Linked DNA regions of Mus musculus: all the other regions are linked to region 3. A link is a contact called in public Micro-C and promoter capture Hi-C data. All regions are on one chromosome and are shown on one strand. The core of a region is the stretch at or near the end of the contact, and the rest is flanking DNA. Distances in the headings are between cores, read along the strand shown.

Region 1 (2,700 bases), core at 116-2,615, 1.0 Mb after region 3:
TGTTCTACACATCCATGAATGCACAGGAACTCCTTCCTGGAACACGCTCTGTGCCGGTCTTCCCTCTACGGATGAGAGATTCCCAGGCTCTTCCCCTTTGCCTCAGAAACTGATCTTCAGTTCTCCACTTTGTCGTCCCTTCGTCAGTCTCAGGGGGTGTCACCGTGTCACCGACCTTCGCCATGATACCTCTTAACAAATATTTACCTTTTCTGAGTGAGTGTTTTGCCCCCATGTATGTCTGTCTGTACACTCTGTGAGTGCCTGATGCCAGAAGAGGTCAGTAGAGGACATTAGATCTTAGAACTAGAGTTATTGATGGTTGTGAGCAGCCCAGTGGATGCTGGGAGATGAGCCCAGGTGAGCAATCAGTGCTCTTAACCACTGAGCTAGCTCTCTATTGCCCCATAATATCTCTTGTTGAGTGATAGGTTTACATCCCTAAAAAGGTTCTTATATTCATGTCTGTCCACTAAGCCAGCGGTCCCACACTCCAGGGTCAATGTGCTGAACTTGTTACTGTCTTCCCTGTTCACTGTTTTCACTGTTTACCCCCAGGCTGATTTACAGTGCTTACACACTATCTCTGATCGAATCGTGGAGCGACATCACGACACAATGCTGTCACTTCTACAGAAGGGACATATCTCTCCTTCATTTCATGATCACATGCCTCTCATCTCTGGCTTTACTCCTTTTCGGGGCGGGGGCTTAGAGGGTAGAGAGCTTGTGTGTGTGGTGTGTACACATGTTCACAGATGTGTGCGCATGTGTGTATAGAAGCCAGAGGTTGTTGACATTGGATGTCTTCTTTGGTAACTCTGTTGAGAGGGAGGGGCTGGAGAGATAGATGGTTTAGCCATCAAAACTAGGCTTACACTCATCTTTCTGTGGCAGGACTTAATGCATCGCTGGCTGGTCTCAACTAACTATGTAGTCAAAGATAACTTTTAAACCAGGATCTCCCTGCCACTGCCCACTGAATGCTGGGGTTACAGGCTTGCACCACTACCACTAGTTTATGTGATGTTGGGGGTGGAGCCCGGAGTTTTGTGGACAAAGAAACGGTAGCTCTGAAAGCAAGGAAGCCAGGACTCAAAGCTGTCCCGAGACGTACAAGTACAGAGCAATCGAGAAGACCCACGGTGAGCGCCAGATCCTCAGCACCAAGGCGTAGGGAGAGCCTTTTGGGTTCGGTTTGGTGACCTGGCGCCCAGAGAAGGGCACTCCAGAAGCTCCCAGGCTTCTTCCTCCAGATCCAGAGCTGGAAGGGGCCAGACGGCCTGAACAACCCTGTCAGCCAATAGTCAGGCCAGGGACTATAGCATATGTAGGCCCCGCCCCGAATCTTCTCTGGGATTGGCTGGCTGCTCGTGGCGCTCCACCTTTATTGGTTGCCTTTCTATGGCCCGCCCTGCCAGGCTTTGGGTCACCGTGTAGCTTGTGGCCTGGGGTTTAGGTCCTGGGCTTGGCAAGGAGTACCCCGTAGTTTGGACATCAGGACGGCCGCGTGTCCCCTCGAGCTTTGCTTGCCCGGAGCAGAACTTTGCGGTCAGAACTAAGGATCAGGGCATCTTCAGCACGCTGACGGCTGTGCTTGGCCACCGCAGGGCGGATTTCCCAAGTTGATTCTCAATATCACAGCCGGCTCCAAGGAGCAGGTATATTCCTGGCCTGGAGCGAATGGAATGGCCCAAGCCAGGAGCATGAGTGGACAACAATGCATCTGGAGGATTCCTGAGCACAGCTGCTACAGCGGCTGGAGCTGACATTTGCTTTAAAAGAAACCAAAGAAAAACACCCCCAACAGGTCAGTGGTGGCACTTGGCACGCACACTCCTTTAATCCCAGCACTCAGGAGGCAAGAGGCTTTTGAACCTCGGAGAGTTCAAGGCCAGCCTGGTCTACACCGCAAGTTCCAGGACAACCACGGCTGCACAGAGAAAACCTGTTCACAAAGACAAAACCAAACAACCGAAAAAAAAAAAAAAAAAAGAAAAAGAAAAACATGCCGAGTGTGGTGGTGCACGCCTTTAATCCCAGCACTCAGGAGGCAGAGGCAGGTGGATTTCTGAGTTCGAGGCCAGCTTGGTCTACAAAGTGAGTTCCAGGACAGCCAGGGCTACACAGAGAAACCCTGTCTCGAAAAAACAAACAAACAACCCACCTCCTATGCATTTTAAGGCTGACACAGAAATCCATTAAAAAAACCATTACAAAAGTCTTTAGAAGTCACAGCTGAACCAGAATAAACTTCCATTCAGTGTAAGCACCTTTGTGATATTTTTTTTCGAAGTTCTAGCACAAGTGATGAATTCACACTTACCCTGCCCAACCACCGGAACCGTATAAAAAATACCTTTTGTACTCTGTAATCGTTGACTACCGATGGCACTGGCTGACTGAGGCAGTGGGTGTGCTTAGCTCTTCATTAGGGTGCAAAATAGCTCAGGGAATTCATACCCCCTGAGTGCCTCAAGACAAGTTGTTCATCCTTTCTCCAAGGACAAAACAGTGTACGAACTTAGAGCCAATAGATTCCCGATCTTAGCTCTTTCAGCAACAGCTGTGGAAGCCTTTCTGATGTATTGACCACTTTTAAAACACTGAAGCTGAAGGGGCTGTCCCAAGGCCTGACACTATTACTGAAGCTATGGAGCACTTACAAAAAGGGACCTTTCATGGCCTCACTCCAGAAGA
Region 2 (2,700 bases), core at 97-2,596, 1.1 Mb after region 3:
GACAAATTGCTCCAAGTGGTTCTGACCCCCCCCCCCCTCCCCAGTAATAAGAACAAGTGAACAAGCCATAGAATTGACACAGGAAGCCTTTATTAAAGATTATGGAAAATTACTCATAGGCAACAATATACAGGTTAACACACCTCAATTGCTAGCACGTGACTGGTTACTAGCAAAGAACTTGTCCTAACGAAGTCCAGATACATTCTAATGATCTAGCATGAAATCTTTGCATCTTTAAAACGGCGAGCATGTCATAGCCATGCAGATCTGATTCTAGGGCAGTGGGACATGAAGAAGGGGTGGGGCAGGATCCTAGTACATTGATTAAAATCTTTAGCAAACTACCTTCAGGGTAATCAGTTACAAGGCCATTCAAGGAAACTCACATGGCCCTCACTTCACCTATTTCAGCTTCGATACTAATCCTAAAGTGGAATACAGGCAAACCTGGTCACTACATGCAAGAGTACTTCACCTTGGAGCCATTCAGTCACGGGTTTCTTGTAGTTTTCAACCTATGAAAGAATAAAAATGTTTCACATAAGTGGAACATACTCAACTATATCCTTTCCAGCTGACCTAAAATCTCACTTCTAGAAAAGCAAATGTATTCTTGTCTTCTGAACTTTCTCCTCCAACCAAATTAAACCAGGTAGGCTACGTTTTCTTTTCTTTAAAATCCTATATCACTACCTAGCAATCGCCAGAACCTAAAATGCGCACATTCAAGTTTTAAATGAAGCTTTTGGTTCATTTGTGACTCCAGACAGGATCCAAAGAGGAGGTGTAGTTTTCCTCTCTGGGTTTTATGGAGAGTTCCTTTACCCTTCTGTGTTAGCCTCTTAAAGTACTGCGACAACCTTAAAAGGGCACAGGAAAGGGCGACTGGGGAGGCCCGGCGCAGCTCAACAAAGACAGGCCTGGAACCTCCGTCTTCTCGGCCACGTGGCCAGGGCCTGCCTCCGATCAATGCCGGGACGTACCTGCGCTTGTGTCCGAGGCAGCAGCACGGCTGGGCAGTGGGGACCGGCTCGGGTGGATCGGCCTGCAGAGGGAAAGGGCGGTGGTCAGGGTGCCCGGGTCGGACGGCACAGAGGACTTTGTGTCTCGCGCAGCCCCGGGCTGGACACTGCCGCCCGCCCCGCGGGCCGCTGAGAACTGCTCTACCCCTCCGTTCTGGCCGCCGGGAGCAGCTGAGCTCGGGGCGGGCAAAGCTCGAGGGGACACGGGGACATCCTGACACCCTCCCACGAGGACACTCACCACCAAGGCCGGGACCGAAAGACCGAGCCGCTGCGCGCTGCGTTAATACAGCCATCCGGGAGAGGGGCGGAGCTGCCCCCCCCCCCCGAGACCTGCAACCAATCAGAGGGCCGCTTGGAGGGGGCAGAACAGGAAAAGGAGAGCAGCCAATCGTCAGAAGGATTGTAGGCGTGGCTGGTATGGGAAGCCAATCGTCGGGACGTTTCGGACCCGGTAGGGTGGGGCCGTTGACTTCCAGCAGCAGGTTCTCCACCCACTGCGGTGTTGGAAGCGTTGAGGCTGTGCTCAGTGGAAACCTTCCTTTCCTGAAGCTATGCCGGTGCTAGGTGTGTTCCGACTTAGATCCCTTCTTGTTCAGCTAGTTCACTCCCAGGGCCCCTCCTTAACCCTGAGAGGAGCTGCCTTTTTCTGTGTTCCTGGAGAGTAATATCAAGGAGAAATGTTGCTGGAGATGTGAGGCAGTTAGTTCTCAACAGAGCTCTACCACAGAGCTACCTCCTCAGCCCGTACCATTAATTTTGAGTCAGAGTCTCTCTTAGGTGCCCACACTGCTTTCTAACTTACTGTGTAGCTAGTTCAGGGTATTCATCAAACTTGTTATCCTCAGTGCTACGTGCTAGGATTGCTGGCATGCATGCCACTCTCCACCTAGGCTATACCTTTGTCTTGTTTTTAGTGGTCCTGGGTTAAAAGTAGAGCCTGGCGTCTCAGATCCCAAACCCTTTTATTACTTTGAAACTAGGTCTCACTAAATTTCCCAGACAAGACTGGAACTTTCCGTCCTTCTGCCTCAGCTTCCTGAGTAGAAGGGACGACAAATTTTCACCACCAGGCCTGGATATGTGCTTAACTTATTTTAATGAGAATTTCCACGGTCTGAGATGATTTTATTGGCAAGGTTTTTAAAATAATAATAATAATAATAATAATAATAATAAAATTATTTTTTTAATTTGAAGAAATTAAATTTCCAAACTTATATTAAAACTAAAAATGTTCAAAGAGCCACGTGCCTGCGTTCTTCTCTCGGCTAAAAGCCAGCCATTCATTCCAGACCTGGCGCATCTATCGTCTTGGTCTGTTGGGGGAGGGGGGGTATTTTAAAGCAAATCTCAAGCTTGGTTTGTTTCACCTCTTAATATTTCAGTATTTATTTCAAAAGAAAAGAGGCCATCTTGCCTGAGGACAATGCCAATGTGATTGCTAGAATAAACAGCCGCTCCAAGTTCACAGCAAGACTATTCTGATACAATGTTACTTTACAATGAGTTCGTTTGAATAAGGACTCTAAGTCTATTCATCATGCTCGCCTGTGTTTCTTTACAGCCACTTTTAGTCTAGATAAAAAAAATGATGACCTGCTTTGTCAACTTGCTTTGACTTTTTAGATAACTTTTTGAGATTGAACCCAAGTGTTATAGGTCACCCTTTTAA
Region 3 (2,700 bases), core at 181-2,680:
TTTCAGAGATGTCCTGACTTCTTCACAAGAGGTCAGCTCCTAGCCAGGGATCTTGCCTCTTTGCTGCCTGCGGCCAGGACTAAGCAAGAGCCAGGCCCCCCCAACCCCCGGCCGTGCAGAAAAGACTCCACTGGAGACGCAAGTGAGCCGAGTGGGGGTGGGGACTACGGAGCACAATGAGGGCCCCTCGGAGTGCAGTTTGAAATTCCTCAAATCCCAGTTGCTGGAATGCGAGGCCAGGACGACTTCTTCACTCGAGGCCAAATGTGTTTGTCATTATTCCAGATCGCTCGTCCGCGCCGCCGCTGCCGCCGCTGCCTCCGTCGCTGGAGTGAGAGGCGCACGATCCCAGCGCACTGCGGATTCCGCCCGAGGCTTCTAGCACCCAAGTAATTCGCTCCAATCTCTCCGGAACCCTTGGAGCTGCGCCCCTCGCCCGCGCGCCCCTCTCACGGTGCTGCAGCCGCCACCGCCGCGCTCAAGTCTGGCCCCAGATGTTTCCAACAGCAGCGCCGTCCAGTAATTACGAGGGCTCGACTGGCGCCGAGTGTGCCCGGCCGGCATCCGAGGTCCGACCTCCTCCAGCCGAGCCCTTCACACCTCCCTTTTTTCTTAGCGCTTTCCCGCGCCCCACTCGGCGCCCCTTTCCCCTCCACACACACACTTCTCCTGGTGCGCCCCCTCCCCAAGCTTCGCGCCGCACCACCCGCTACAGCGTAGTCCCGCCAAACCGCGGGCGACGAATGAAAATACTCATTAAAAACCTGTCCTCTTCCGTGACCCACTGCCAAGAGGCCAAGCGCCGCGGCTTCCACCCCCCCAATGTTACTTGGTGTTCGTCCCAGTAAGCACGAACGCCACCCCCACCCTGGAGGAAAACCTCAAAAATGTAAGCCTAACAATTTCTTTGGAAGGCTATAGGATTGTGTAGGGAAAAAAAAAAAAACATTGCTTTTAAAAATAGGTCTGGATTTTTTTTCATTTTCTTTTTCTTTTTCTTTTTTTTTTTTTATCTTTGACTCTCTAATGGTTACCCCCCCACACCCCCCATTCCAGTGAAGTTTATTCAGAATAAGTTACTTTCTGGACACACCACTGAACTCAGCTGTTTTGTTTTTGTTTTCCTCGTTGCCCAAAATTTGAAGTTACTTAGCTTCTTGCAGCCCCAAGTTATGATCAGGGACCTTCTTGAGAAACAAAAGTCACTTTTTCCTCTCCCTTACCTTCTCCTTCTATGTCAATTTGCAAAGAAAATCCGATACCCGGAGTGAAAAGTAAGCCCCAAGCTTCCAGTCCTTCCCCGCAGCTCCTCCGTTTGTTTCTCTCCCTCAAGCTCCAACAGTAATGGGCTCAAAACCCGCATTTTGTAATTGATTCAATGTTATAGTCCGTCCTCCAAAAACTAATCATTTGCTTAAAGTAAATAGCTGTCAGGAAATGAAGTCCCCCCCCCCCTTGGTCTCTTCAAAATAAAAGTTTCCCTAGGACTCCTTGCTCTCTGACTCTCTCAGGCTCAAGACCTCTTCTTTGCTTTTTGCTCTTATGCAATCAGGGGGGCCAGTCCCAACCCCCAGACTTCAACAACAACGAGGAGGGGGGAGCAAACCAGATGGGGTGGGGTGGGGGGCCGAAGGGGGAGGTGTTGACGTTCTGCCGGGAAAGAGGTTTCAGGAAACTACAAACAGCCATCATTTCCAAAATGAGTTGACTTCCCAATTTGGGGGTGGGGGTGCTATTGTTTTGTATTCTCTTCGAAAAGAAAATACACGTAAAATTGCTGCTCATTTCTAAAACGAATATAAATCTAGAATTCAAATTATCCTTTCTATAGACAGTCTGGGCCTCGCTAGAAATATGGCCCTGGGGAGAAATTCTAACGCGGCTGCGTCGTTTTGAACTGGGGGTCTTAAGGGAAAGTGCCGTGTAGTTGCTAATCCTTTAATGGGATTAGGAAACTGTGGAGTCTAATAGGAAGATGATGGGTTTTTGAAAGGCTGGATTGTGAGGCGGTGTGCAAATAACGGTTGCTCGGCGTACCTTTGGGATGTTCTCCGGAAGAAGGAAAGAACGACCTTTATCCCTTCGGAGCCACTTATCTGGTCCTGCCTTTGTTTTCGGGGGTTATCTGGTCCTCGCTTCTTCTATCTTCATATGAAAACGCTCAGGCTAGGCGTGACTACCAAATGCCTGCCCTCTGCATCTTGATGGCAGAAGGATTTTTATCCTCCTAAATTCCACCCTTCCGAGTGGGTCGCACGCGACGTACCCTAGGAAAGCTTTCAGGACGTTTGAGCCACAAACCAGGGAACCCAAGACACCCAGCGAGAGACAGTTGGGACACGGCGATCCTGCTGGCGAGGGAAAGGGGGCGCTGACACTCCAGGAACCAAACCTGGGCGAAGCGGGACTTCCCGGAGCGGGTGGGGGAAGGGAGGGCCTTCGACTTGCGCTCTATTTTTGAATGCTTTTGGTGTGTGTGTGTGGGGGGGGGGGTGTGAGAAGTCCTCTATCTCCACCACCACCACCACCACCACCACCACCACCACCACCACCACCACCACCTCCATCTCACACATCAAAATTAAAATGGACAAGGTGACCAGGTTGATAACAAAACGTCGAATAACCATCGGTTATTTCACCACTATAGTGGACCTGAGGCTCTGGCGTAAATCACAGAGGTTTCCCCGAAATGCCGAG
Region 4 (2,700 bases), core at 197-2,696, 1.0 Mb before region 3:
CGAGGCAGTGGTGGGTCCCTAAAAGACCTGGGGTTTAGCTGGAACGGCATGGTGATGGGAAAATGAATATCTATCCTGCGGTCACCCTGATCTGTACTCAAGTCAGGACAGCCATTCTCTTGGAGGGCAGATAAAGACAGAAGTAGGAAAGGGAATGCCAAAATGGACCCTACTAAGAGACTAAAAAAACTCCAGAATGTAGGAGTCAAAATTGGAAATAGAGAGTCCAACTCAGAGGAAAGTAACATAGAAAGGAGAAATTCTACGAACATAGATTAAAAGGTTAATTTCTATCTATCTGGTAATGGTTAAAGAAACTTATGAGGCTCTAGTTTACCTATAAATGGAGTTTTGGAATCCCTCACTATAGAGCGCTCTACCTTTGGGCACAAGTCTCTGCATTCAAGGGCAACTTCCTTCATGCCAAAACACGTTTTTTTGTTTTTTTTTTTTTTTTAAGGGAGGGTGGCAACGCATAATCTCTAGACACTGTATCTGGCAAGAACCACAGGGTGTGCCGAGCTGAATTCGGGTGAGCATCTCTGGTTGGGTTGCTTCAACAATGGCTGATACTTCCAACAATGTGATGCTACTTCGAGAGAGACAAGTCTCCCAGCGGCTCTGTACTAAAAACTTTCTACTTGGGATGATGATTTCCAGTCTTTTCAGTATGGCCCATGTGATCAGCAGAAGGCAGAATCCAGAGCAAGCCTGTCGGTACCAGGGATCTAGAGGACCTCTGGGGAGCCCCGGTTGGGGCCCTCACTTTCCCTTCCCCCAAGCAGCCAGGCCAGGCCAGGCCGCGCCTAAGAAAGCCGTCTTGTCACCCTCCTCCCAGCGAGCGGAGCAGGGGCCGGCTCCCCTCCCCCAGCCTCTTCGGAAAGAGGGCGGCGCCGCCAGCGCGGGAGCCTGGTACCCGACTGCGGGCTCCGCGGCCTCAGCCCGCCCCATCCCCACCAGCCCGGGCTCTCACCTCGGCCCGGGCCGGCTCGAGGCCCTGCACCGCCGCGGGCTGCGGCTGCAGCTGCTGGGCGGGCGCCGGCGGCTCCTGGTTCCGATGGCTCAGGTCTTCCTCCGGGCCGGCGCGGACCCCGGCCGGGGCCCAGAGCAACTGAAGCAGCAAGAGCACGAGCAGCCTTCGCGTCGGCGCCCGGCCGCTCCCCCGGGCCGCGGCCGCCATCCCGCCCGCCCAGCCGGCACCGCGCTGCGGCAGGAAGAAGTGCAGGCGAAGGGAAGCGTCGAGCCCGGCGTGCCGGCAGGCGCCTCCGTCAGGCCTGGCTGCCGCTCAGGGGGCAGCCCTGCAGCACGCGGGACGCGGGGACCGGACCGGGACGGACCGGCGGCGGGAGCTCCGGAGCAGCTGGGCAGCAGAAGCCACACACTCCTCCAACTGCCTCCGCGGCCCAACTCCTCCGGCCCGCCCCCTGGCCAACACGACCTCCCATTGGCCCGACGTCAGCCCGGCGTCGTGACGTTTCCGGCAGGTTGAGGTGCGGCTCGCTCACTGGTCCTATTGGACCCGGCGCGCCGGGCCAGGTAGCTGGAGCTGCTTGATGGACTCTCCCTGCGTCCTCTCGGGTCCCACCAGAGACCCCCTTATTGGCCCTGGAGAGGTCAGGCTGCCAGGCTCCTACCAGTACTTCCTCAAGAGCCTTAGGTCTTTAAGGCCTAAGCCGCCGCCACCTCCACTTCTATTAAATGTCAAGTGAGTCCCAGCCCCGCTACCTACGTGGCAGGAACTGCCACACCTTTAAGTTACGATCCACCCACCCTCACCACGTCCCTGGACCGCCTACACAGAATGTTCTTTGGGGGTCCATATGCTGGGGTTTTTTGAAGGTTCTGAAGTAAGATTCGGAAGTAAAAGATGAGAACGTCCAAGCTTGATTTTAAAACATTGTTGAATAGCCGCAGACCAAAAGTCATCACTGCCCTGGCTCAGGATGCCTTATCCTGAAATAGGATATCCTGAAAAGGTTTGGAGTTGAGTGGTTAGGGTTTCTGTGGGATGGAGGCCTTGAGTAGGCAAAAGTAGAAGACAGGAAAGAATGGTTAGTTAGGCGTTAGACTAGGGCTGGATTTTTTTTTTTTTTTCTAAAGAAAAGCTGAGATACCGTACGCGCGCGCGCACACACACACACACACACACACACACACACCACAAATTGCTAACCATGTGCCAGGCACTAATCTAAATCCTACTCCTGTTTCACAAGCCATTCTTGCAACCTCTCCTTAGCCTACTCAGCATTGCTCCTTACAGAACCCTTCAAGCTATAGCTTATTTATGCTCCCAGTATTGTGAGATAACCAAGATGCTTCCTACACATAGTTTGGGGTGCAGTTGTTGTACCTCCAAGTTCATTCCTGGAGTGTAAATGTCCTGAGCCCTCAGAATACAACATGACAGGGATCAGAAGTCTAGACTCCTTCAGCCACCTCCTTTTTCTGCAAAGATTTGCCTTGCTCAAAAGGGCCTGCAGAGGAGATAGGAGTGTCAAGTGGAGAGAATAAAAGAAGCAGCCCAGTAGATGGAGGCAGAAGAGTTAGGTGTCACGGATCCTTGAGTTCTGCTAGGGACCAGGTTTATTATTTTTTTTCCTGGCGTTCTCTAGTCTATGATCATCTCAGAGAAAGGCCTCCTGGCTAAATTCTAGTTACCCCACATAAAGCAAAGAAAAAGCAAATGGCTCAAGGGCT

Evidence for each region. Promoter capture Hi-C pulls out the DNA fragments that hold promoters and counts their contacts. A called contact is a pair of places that touch in the nucleus more often than the background predicts.
Region 1: a promoter capture Hi-C map of embryonic stem cells shows a contact between it and region 3, with 3 times the contacts expected there. The contact joins the enhancer-like site here to the promoter of Pdgfra in region 3. A contact is called at or near these places in 10 of 39 promoter capture datasets (the C10 cell line, the SN4741 cell line, embryonic stem cells and 6 more), 5 of 115 datasets of contacts at active chromatin or transcription factors (the NIH/3T3 cell line, craniofacial prominence, embryonic stem cells and 2 more) and 2 of 9 other capture datasets (embryonic stem cells and liver).
Region 2: a promoter capture Hi-C map of embryonic stem cells shows a contact between it and region 3, with 4 times the contacts expected there. The contact joins the promoter of Dancr here to the promoter of Pdgfra in region 3. A contact is called at or near these places in 16 of 39 promoter capture datasets (the 3T3-L1 cell line, 3T3-L1-derived adipocytes, the C10 cell line and 9 more), 6 of 484 Hi-C or Micro-C datasets (B cells, embryonic fibroblasts, muscle stem cells and 1 more), 8 of 115 datasets of contacts at active chromatin or transcription factors (astrocytes, cardiomyocytes, embryonic forebrain and 5 more) and 1 of 9 other capture datasets (embryonic stem cells).
Region 4: a contact with region 3 is called in a Micro-C map of embryonic stem cells, with 5 times the contacts expected there. The contact joins the promoter of Tmem165 here to the promoter of Pdgfra in region 3. A contact is called at or near these places in 1 of 39 promoter capture datasets (liver), 1 of 484 Hi-C or Micro-C datasets (embryonic stem cells) and 1 of 115 datasets of contacts at active chromatin or transcription factors (embryonic stem cells).

Annotation. Positions count from the first base shown.
Region 1 is chr5:74,125,321-74,128,020 of GRCm38.p6, reverse strand. No RefSeq gene overlaps it. Among named protein-coding and RNA genes, the nearest start is that of Snora26, 33 kb to the right of the region's middle. Within about 2 kb of position 1,365, at least 227 of the 459 cell types and tissues checked have an H3K27ac peak or open chromatin away from gene starts, as enhancers often do. A contact at or near this core is called in craniofacial prominence, embryonic stem cells, forebrain and 1 more, where this site is marked.
Region 2 is chr5:74,091,706-74,094,405 of GRCm38.p6, reverse strand. It overlaps Dancr (differentiation antagonizing non-protein coding RNA), which reads right to left and starts at 1,346. Exons shown (of 1, transcript NR_145133.1): 1 at 69-1,346. It overlaps Snora26 (small nucleolar RNA, H/ACA box 26), which reads right to left and starts at 876; the gene lies at 756-876.
Region 3 is chr5:75,150,981-75,153,680 of GRCm38.p6, reverse strand. It overlaps Pdgfra (platelet derived growth factor receptor, alpha polypeptide), which reads right to left and starts at 1,430. Exons shown (of 23, transcript NM_011058.3): 1 at 1,224-1,430.
Region 4 is chr5:76,182,626-76,185,325 of GRCm38.p6, reverse strand. Tmem165 (transmembrane protein 165) reads right to left here and starts at 1,446. Exons shown (of 6, transcript NM_011626.2): 1 at 974-1,446. The coding sequence starts at 1,180.